Regions from separate parts of the Mus musculus genome. Here region 1 is linked to region 2. A link is a contact called in public HiChIP or PLAC-seq data. All regions are on one chromosome and are shown on one strand. The core of a region is the stretch at or near the end of the contact, and the rest is flanking DNA. Distances in the headings are between cores, read along the strand shown.

What was found. HiChIP or PLAC-seq counts read pairs in DNA pulled down with a chosen protein or histone mark.
Region 1: a contact with region 2 is called in an H3K27ac HiChIP or PLAC-seq map of acute myeloid leukemia, with 4 times the contacts expected there. The contact joins two enhancer-like sites. A contact is called at or near these places in 7 of 115 datasets of contacts at active chromatin or transcription factors (VIP interneurons, acute myeloid leukemia, differentiating embryonic stem cells and 4 more).

The regions. Positions count from the first base shown.
Region 1 is chr1:190,772,205-190,777,212 of GRCm38.p6, reverse strand. Rps6kc1 (ribosomal protein S6 kinase polypeptide 1) reads left to right here. Exons shown (of 15, transcript NM_178775.4): 15 at 3,510-4,334. The coding sequence ends at 3,620. Among named protein-coding and RNA genes, the nearest start is that of Gm39738, 14 kb to the right of the region's middle. Within about 2 kb of position 1,887, at least 4 of the 459 cell types and tissues checked have an H3K27ac peak or open chromatin away from gene starts, as enhancers often do. A contact at or near this core is called in acute myeloid leukemia, where this site is marked.
Region 2 is chr1:190,122,607-190,127,522 of GRCm38.p6, reverse strand. It overlaps Prox1 (prospero homeobox 1), which reads left to right. Exons shown (of 5, transcript NM_008937.3): 5 at 4,118-4,916. The coding sequence ends at 4,303. Among named protein-coding and RNA genes, the nearest start is that of Prox1os, 45 kb to the left of the region's middle. Within about 2 kb of position 1,957, at least 14 of the 459 cell types and tissues checked have an H3K27ac peak or open chromatin away from gene starts, as enhancers often do. A contact at or near this core is called in acute myeloid leukemia, where this site is marked.

The DNA.
Region 1 (5,008 bases), core at 638-3,137, 650 kb before region 2:
AAGTTAAAAAAAAACCCAACTCTAAATGTATTTCTCCTATTCATCTTCCCCACCTCTTATAAAAGATACAGAATGTGTAGTAATAATTATGAGACAGCATTGTTATCACATACACAGATGCACACACTCATATATGTATATATCTTTGTGTAAGTCCATTCTTCATCCACAAATTCAAACAACAAACCAAATATGTATATATTCTAAAATCTATGCTATCTGGACTTGGCAGTTCACACAGCACAGCTCAGCATGTGGAATATCAAGATAGGAGGATTACCATGAATTCAGGGCCAGCCTGGGCTACATATTGAGTCATTTCAGGCCAATCTGAGTCATAGTATGAGACAATGCTTCAAAAAAGGAAAGCTATGTGCATGATTTTCTTGTCACCTCTCTCAGTACAGTGCCATGCAGGGCCTGTGTGCGTATCGGTTACATTGTGTTGTGAGTTAAAGTTCTCCGAGATGATTCGAGTGTATAGGAGGACATGCCGATACATTTCTGCAAACACTGTCAGGGACTTGAGCCCCATGGGTCTTGATATTCATGCAGGCTCTACAACCAGGACCCCATAGATACCAAAGGGTAACTCTGCCTAGCATTAGTAGAGGGACAGAGTTGGACCACGGTGGAAGAAAACTCTTGCCAGTTACTGCGTTAGTACTATTCTGAAGTAGATTGCGATAAACTAAGTTGTGTGGTTTCTACAGCAACAAAGAAAACAAAGAACCCTGGGAACATTCTAAGTGATTATCTGCACACCCCATACCAAAGGTCGTTAAAGGGCCTGGGAAAAGTACATGGGACAGCTTTGAGTTTAGACACGAGTGGGTTAAAGAAAAAGGTCAAGGAAAGATAAGCCGCGCACACAGTCAGTCCCTAAGGGCGGGAGCAATGTAAGAATCAGCATGGTGGGCACTGGGGCAGGAACCCGCCAGGCAGTGATGGCTCCTCAGAAGGATAAGAGGCCAACACAGGAAAGGGTAATGAGTTATAGCCCCAAAGTACATAAAATGGCTGAACTCAAAGGAAGAACAACTCAACAAAGCAAATGGAGTCCTCCATACTTTGGTAGTTAGTCATAGAAAGCAGACAGCGACGGAGGACACAGGAAATGGCACAGGTGGAAGGCTCTACAATAACGTGGCGTGTGCACGGTCACCTAGGTACTGAAGCCTCCTCCTAGGTTACCAACCGTGAGCTGTGTTCAGATAAACCTGAAGGTCACCCTTGCCTTCACAAGCAAGTTCTAGGCCAGCCTAGGCTGCAGGAGATCCTGCCGCAATAAACAATGCAAGACAAAAAGCTCATCCCAGCCCTGGAACAGTGGGTGAAGTCCACAGGTATTGGGAGTTAAACAGCATTCTCACTCCGGTGTAACTTGGGGTGAAAGAAGAAATCATAAGAAAAGCTGTAACACAGCAGTAACAGAACCTAAGTGGAAGCAGCACCCAGGCTTGTGGGGTAAGATGCATCAGTTAGCACAGCGTAAGCTTGCACCCTGAGACACTGAAAACAACTGGGCATGGAGGCGCACACCATGATCCCAGTAGTCGGCAAGCCGAGGCAGAGGATTGCCCGGAGTTCAAGGCCAGTCAGAGCTCTAGAATAAGTCCCTACTTAAAAACCAGTATCTACAGAAAGGAACTATCCAAATAAAGTAAACCCAAAGCCAACTGAAGAAGCAGAAACCGCAGAGAGAAAAACAGAAGAACACAGAAGGGGTCAGAGGAGCAGAAACTCCGACTACAGTGTTCAGAAGAGGCAGAGATGCCTCGGCCATCCACAGTTCTGAGGCAGATAACCTGGTGCTGCGATCATCAAGGCAGCAGTGCGCCTTCTACAAGTGCTTGGAAATCAGGAAGCAGTCACCCACCAAACCATGCTGAACCAGGCTCTTGCTTCATACCATATGCAAGAATTAACTGAAAATAGCTCACAGACCTTAGGAGAGAGCCAACACTGTAAAACCCGTAAAGGAAAACATGAGAAAACACCCATGGCCTTGGGCTACGCAGAGCCAATTAGATCTGACACCAAAAGCATGATCCTTAAAAGGAACATTGATAAAGTAGACTTCATTAAAATTAAAAAACGTGAGCGCTTCAAAGATGGGAAGAAAGTGAGAACAAGCCACAGGCTGGGAGACACTGTTTGCAAACTGCTTATCTCTAGTAGTGTTCAGAAGGAATAAACGCTGGTCACCCAGCAAGACAGACAACTTAGTTTGGAAATATGTGGATGGTGAGCTATTTGAGCAGAGACTATGTGAGTGGCTGCCAGGGCATACAACCAGGCTCAGTGTCATCAGTCACTAGGGAGTGTGATTAAAACCACCACAGGATGCCACAAACCCTCTAGAGCTGCTTTTCGTAAAGACCAGATGTTGCTGAGGTAGAAAACCCAGAGCCCCGGCTCACTGCTGGTGGAAGTGTAGACAGGTATAGCCACTTAGGGAAAGTTTGGCATTTTCTTAGTTAGTTAAATACAAACCTGCTCTGGGACCCAGCAGCCCAACATTTCTGATCCTAGGATTGAACTCAACTGAAGACATATGTCTTCCTGAGGAACATACATGACTCCTAACAGCATATCATTCATTATTGACCAGAACTGGAAACTTGAAGGCCTGTTAGTGAGTGAATACATTAATAGCACACAATAGAGTCATTATGGGATATTGATCAGAATGAAGGCCAGGGCCTATCTCCAGATGTTTGACTCCCACAGGCACTGTGCTCAGTGCAAAGGCTTACTTAATACTGTACCCAAAAGAACTCCCTGAAAAGGACAGGTTTATAGTCAGTGGCTGCCTTGGGCCAAGGTAGTGGGGGTGACACAAATGTCACGGAGCAGACTACCCGGCAATTCAGAGAGGTCTAGAGCTGGACTGGATCTGACATAAGTCTAAATTGGTCACAGACTGTTCACTTGTAACTTGCAGTAGCTATTTATATAGTATATAAATTGACACACAATTTGAGGCTGTGGGAATGTCTCAGGCACACTCTCCAGCATGACCAGAGCTTTGGGATAGTTATACACAATTGCCTCTGGTTTTGCTTATACCAGTATTTGCTTATTTTATATATAATTCCTAATTTAGAGACAGTGTTATTCACTGCATCAAATTACCTCATCAAACACACCAGCCATTGCAGAGAAAGTGGTCTGGGGACATAGATTTGCTTGCTCAGATTTGAGCAGTACAGGCCTAATGTGAACTGAAAGATTTTTGTGGGACTCCCAGACTTCTGAGTCATGAAGAAAGTAGCTGTCTCTCTTGATCCCATTACCCTGTTTGAGGATGAGGGAAACTTAATGAATTATCCATGGCTATGCTTACAGACCTGAAAGAGCTTGGCACTCAGTTGGGATGCTCCACCAGCCCACAGCCAGACAGCTGGGGCACTGTGGGCAGCCCCTTGATGGCGGGGTTCCCTTCTGCAAGCCTCGCCTTCCCTCATTGCCACTGTGACTGTCACTCATAGACTCTTGTGTTTCAGCTCCTGCAGTTCAACCCTATGGAGCGCCTGGGTGCTGGAGTGGCTGGTGTTGAAGATATCAAATCTCACCCGTTTTTCACCCCTGTGGATTGGGCAGAGTTGACAAGATGAACACCACAAGGATTGTCCTTACCAGACAGGTCCCTGGTGACAGAGTTCAGGAGTGGCTGGGCTTCAGGCACCTTGCAGCTAGTGTGCCAGAGTCTTGGGACAAGGACCTTAGAGGAAGTGATGGGGCAGGAGATTAACAGATTGTCTTACACTTGCTGTCTGGAAAGAGAAGAGCTAGCCGCCCCAGCAGCTGCTATGTGCACACCTTCCCCAAGGTGAGACGTAACTTGCTCAGTGTACCGCCTTGCCAGGAGGCTGGAAGTACAGAAGGAAGACTGATGGGAGTCAAGGACCCTTTGGTGGCAGCTGATGGTGCTTCTGCTAAACAAGACTGGTTTACACGATATAGTCAATACTGCTGAGTGACACTAAATGCGCTCTGTGAACAGTGTCACCAGTAGACTGGCAAAACAAAATGGAGTGCCCAGTGCTGAGCAGGCTGGCTACCTCTGAGGAAAAACACTCTTGCCAGCTTTGAACTTTCTGGTCGATGCTACTAACTCTGAGGGGCTCCTGGGAGCACACATGTCCGTCCCCCAGTTCCCCTCTCCCCTGCGCTATTTCCTGCATCCTCTGCTGCGTCTTTTGGATTCTGCTTTTCCTACTTCTGTTAACACACATGCAGTGAGAAAGGGAGGGGTATTTATTTCCCCCAAACTGCCAGCTTAACAAGACTAAGAAATCATGGTGTCAAATAAATGTGGTTAAACCTTGTCTGCCTTCCTCATTTAATAGCTTGAGATTTAAAGGTTCGTTTTGAAGGGTCTTTTTCTGTCCTTTCTCTTGTGAAACATGAACAGTTTCTCCTGCAGCGTCTTAGTGTGTTCGTTTTCTTTTGGGCTGGTACCCCAGGAGCCGTGGTCTATCATCTACGCAGAGCAGTGTCCTGCCTCCTGTCTAATGATTCACAGAGCTGAGCTCTTCTGGGGAAAAACCAGGCATTCACCTGTGTCCAGCGTTTGCTGGTGCCACTCCTTTGTCTTGCTGAGATAGGGCGGCTGCCACCATGTTGTTTGCCAAAAATTACAGGTGCTGCACAAGTATTGGTGTGTGTTTGTCACACTTCATGGAGACATTACAGAATTCTGCTTATGTGTGAGAGGCCACCAGCAGCTCCCGACATTTCTGTCCTTTTGCAGTTGCCGATGGGTTTGGTTTGTGTTTGCTGTATCAGAGATTAGCCTCAGAGCCTCCTGCCTGCATGCTGGGCAAGTGCTGAGTTTTTCTGTTCTAACCCATGTGCTTGTGAGTGTGTGTGAGAGGCCACCCCGGCCCCAAGAGCATCTCCGCACCCGTCTGCAGACTCAGAAGCAGAGGTGCCTACTGAAACACAGGAAGTGTGCAGGCTCCCCTTCTTCCGGCATTTGACTCCCCCTTTCCCTGTTTGG
Region 2 (4,916 bases), core at 708-3,207:
GCAAAGTTTCCACTGTCCCCTCCTGAAGAACTCTGGCCAGCCAGCTCCCACAATAGCCTCCTAGGTCTGCCAAAGACTTTGGAAGCCTTTTGTTTTTCCCCTGTGGCATGTCCAAAGGCCTGGCCTCCCCCCTCCCCCGCCCCCGGCCGCCTGCATTGTCTTGCATTCCAGTGACTTGATTGACTGTTGCACCTGATGCTGAGGAGACTCAAGGGTTCACTGTAGAGATTGTTGGGTTCTATTAAAAGAAACCCAGATAAGGGATTACTTGTCACTAAGGGCTTCTCTGCAGATGTTTATTAGTGATTGGAAAGCCATTAGGTGTGAGGAGGTGCCTAAAATATGGGCAATGTCATGATCCTAATCCTGAACCCCGATGCGCCCCCCCAAACATCAGGAAGATGCTGCCTTCCTCAGGTAAATGAAGGTGGAGAGGGGTTCTGAAGAGAGAGCTGAGGCTCTGTTTTCATGAGTGAGATCTCTACCTGTGGGTGGAACACCTCAGCATTCTCTCAGAATAGCCATTGTTACCCCACACTGACCTCTGGAGCCACCATCAAAACAGGAGCTGCTCCAGTATCGGAGGAGCTCCAAGAAGCCTTTTACCCGACACGGTCCTCTGAGTGTGCACTGCCCAGAGCAAGCAGAAAGTTAGCAAGCTGCTTCATCTTGCACAAAGAGGACCCTATTCCCAATAACCAAACCAGCAGCCAGTAACTCTCTTAACCCATTTTATTTACATTGACATTACTGGCTCCCCACACATGGTTTTCCTCAGTTATAGAGACACAGCTGGTCGGGAACTGGTTGCCTGGTCAACCGGCCTTTTATAGAAAGGACTGGATCCTCGCTGCACCCAGGAAGGAAGAAGCAGGAGGATCACACATTCAAGGAAATCTTCTCTGACTACATGCTGAGTTCAAGGCCAGCCAGAGCTACATGAGACCCTGGGTCAGAAAGCAAGGAAGGAAGGAAGGGAGGAAGGGAGAGAGAGGGAGAGGGAGGGAGGGAGGGAGGGAGGAAGAGAGAGAGGGAGGGAGGGAGGGAGAGAGGGAGGGAGGGAGGGAGAGAGGGAGGGAGGGAGGGAGGGAGAGAGAGAGAGAGAGAGAGAGAGAGAGAGAGAGAGAGAGAGAGAGAGAGAGAGAGAGAGAGAATGTAAACTAAATCTAAATAAGTAGTGGAAAAGCATGCAGAGCCCAGCATGTTTTGTCAGAAAGATGTCTTAGTTCACTGGTATCTTTATTTTATGATTTCTCATAGATTTTTTTCATCCATAAAATGTTTTCTAAGATTTGTGTTACTTAAAACTATATCTTTTCATTAATTTGCTTCTTTGAGGCTTTTTGTTTTTTGATTTGTTTTGTTGTAGTGGTACTGAGGATTAAACCTCATGCAGGCCAGGCAAATACCGCACCACTGAGCTGTACCCAGCTCTGGGTTTCTTTCCTCAAAGCCTTGCGGGAGCATACCAGTAGACTACAGAGCACTATGGGATGGAGCAGGGGGGGGGGGGGTCATCTCCTCGTGAAGGACAACAGTGTTTGTGGAATAATAAAAGCTCTCCTAAGGAACATGTAGGTGACACAGAATAAAGACCTGGGCTTCTCAGCTAGGACACCTCATGATGGGGACAACACACTGAAACCACTTACAAGAAGGTGAAAAGTCAGACAGTACAAAAGCTGTCACAGGGCAGCGATGGTGACCTCAAGAAGTGAATGTTAAAACAGGACAAGACACATCAGCTAAGGCTCATGGCCTCTGAGAACTGGAGTAGAGACTTGGCACAACTCCTCTGTCTTCAGTGAAATCCTAAATTACCCGACCCCCTCAAAAGCTCATGCTGTTGTAGAGTTATCTAGACAAATTCTGCTTCTGACAGCTTCCACAAGGCCCTCCTCCCTGGCCCTGACTTCTTGGGGATAGGCTAGGCCCAGGTGGAGTTGGGTGTGTCCTTGGAGTGGGTGGGACATCTCCCTGGCCCTGGCTGCCTGTGGATAGGCTAGGCCCAGGTGGGGTTGGGCGTGTCCTTGGAGTGGGTGGGGCATCTGACTTACCCGCCCTTTGTAGCACTCACACCTGTGTGTTTCCGAGCTCTCTGTCTCCCGTAGCTCTAGGTTTGTTGTTGAAGGAAGACAGGTCCCCATGGAGGTTCTGTTGGCAGCAGCCAGCGAGAGAGCACACAGTTTGTACCGCTGATCTTTGTACGTGTTAGCATTTGGCTGCAGACCTACAGCCAGCCACATGGCCTCTCTCAGCAAGGCCCGTTTGGTATGACTTGTCATTGGGTGGGGACAGGATGCTCCCTCCAGGAAATCCGCATGTCTGCAGGTGCTTCCATGGAATCTCTGTGGCTTCTCAGTAGACTGGTGTTTGTCCAGTAAGGGTGAAGGGGCCCTTGCTACACTTCCTGTCAGCTCTGAGCTCTGTCTGGACAGGCCAACATAAACGCTTCGGGGAGCGATTGCTCAATAACCTCCTCTTTACTTCTGAGACGCAGGGTCTCAGTATAGCTCTGACTAGCCTGGAACTCAGATCCAAGTGCTCAGATTGAAGATGTGGGCCATTGTGCCTGTTCTAGACTTGGTGTTGGGCCCTTTTCTTCCCTTTCCCTTTTTTCCTCCTTTCCCTTTTTATTTATTTATTGATTTATTTTTCTGGAAAGTTACTAGATTTCCCTAAAGAGCAATTGACTAGCTACTGGAAGAAATGAGAACTTCAGGGACATCCCGTGATTGTTTTAGTTTTCTATGTTGCCTATCACTCATTCATGTGTATGTATCTATGTATATGTATATCCATGTACATGCCCACTATACCTGCTGAGAAAAGGCAGAGAGGGAGACACTGCACTTGTTCGTGGACAATTATCTCCCAGTAACTGGCATTTCTGAGCTGCAGTGAAGGTCTTTCATGTTATATCTGTGAGGATAGAAGTGTCTACACATACACTGCCATGCATTCATGTCCTCCTACATCGGAACTTGATGTAAAAATAAAACCTCACTAATGTGTACTGGGAAAATTATTAATGTGCAGTTATTTTATGAATCCATCACGCTGATATGAGCACTGAGAGGCCATGCTTTACTGTAAGTTGCTTCTGAAGAGTGCCAAGTATTCTTCTCACAGTCAAAAGGTCACACTATTTAATCAGGAGAAGACAAAAGAAGACAGACAGAAAGACAGACAGACAGGTCTCATACATTAATTGCTATGGGAGCAAGGACTTGACAAATAGAAATTCCGAAAGGCTTATTTGGAGAATGACAATCTTGGAGTAAAATGGCCCTGAATGAGTCCTTCTGATCTCTCAGTGCCTCTGTTTTTTTTTTTCCCCCAAGGTATCATTGAGACAGTAACACCTTACACAGAGGTTGGAAAAATGAAATGACATTCACTATGTAATGTAACATGGTATCCGACACAGTAAACACTCAGTAAGTGTTAGCTTTTGTAACAATGATCAATTACACAAACTGCCATCTAAGAAACTATTCTAATGCCAAAGCAAAAGGTAGCAATTCAGGGTTCAGCGTAAGTTTCATAGCTCAGGATTTTGTACTGTTATCTTACCCCTTTATAGTACTGGCTATTTTAATAAACAATTGCGCGTCCAGGCAACAGTTCTACAGCACAAACAGGAAACCGATTTTAACGTTTCTTCATTGACGTTAGGGATTTAGTTCATGTAGAAGCCCAACATGTATTATATTCTGAAAATACATTATTTTTTCATAATGGGAGTCCAAAGGAGAAAGAAATCAAATTCTGAAAAGGGAGATGGCAAGTTTCTTCTCGAACGGACCTGCTTAACCACGTGAGGACGTGGGTCTCTCTTCTACTGCAGCGTTCCACAGTGAAACGCTGGTGTTGGCGGGTCCCATGTATCCTCTGCGCATGTCTCCTCTGAAACCCACGGAGCAGCCGCCGTCTATCACAATGCTGCTATATTTAACAACTCCACACAAGAGAATAGAGGCCGGCCATTTTTAGAAAATGCAGGTGCCGTCTAAAGCCCCCTTCTGAGAGTGTGGACTTAGCTCAGTTTCCTTTGAAGAACTACAGACTTGAAACTGAAAACTTTATTAATACCATTGTCTCCTTGTATCAGCAGGTTCCAGAGAGATTCCTGGAAGTTGCGCAGATCACGTTACGGGAGTTTTTCAATGCCATCATCGCGGGCAAAGATGTTGATCCTTCCTGGAAGAAGGCCATTTACAAGGTCATCTGCAAGCTGGATAGTGAAGTTCCTGAGATTTTCAAATCCCCTAACTGCCTACAAGAACTCCTTCACGAGTAGAGATTGCAACGCTCTTTTGAATGTATGGATAGAAGAATTCCCCCTTGGATGTCCAACTTCTCTGTGTCTAGATTTTGGTTTTATATATTTGTGTGGGGGAGGCATGGATATGTTGTGATGTCAGCTGTTGGTTCCTGCTCATCTCTGGGTTCCTTTTCTTTTCCTTCATCACAAGGGGATGGGATGGGCGTTTTCCTTTAGTTTACTTTTGCCCAAGGCCCTTAATATTTGGAGACTTAAGGTAGGGTTGGTTTTCAGGAGAAGGGAATGTCAGCCTGTGTAAAGTGCACGTGAGCTATGGAGTGAGCCAGTGACTGTGACACAGCTCACATGCATACCCCATGCTGTGTCTCCTGTTTCTCTAGGGTTAAGAAGTTCTGGAAGAACCCGAGGAAAACACTTCACACACTGGAATACCTTGTTTGATTTGAGCCTGATAAGCAAGCTTTTCTTAAACATCCAAACCAATGCCCTCGGCAGCTGGGTAGCTCACATCTCAAAAGTATCCTCAAAAGACAGAGTTTTAGAAAGATTGTCACCAAGTCCTTTGTAAGAGAAATGGCATAAACCCCCAGACCCAAGTTTGTACAAAACCGACTCTCCTGAGACAAGG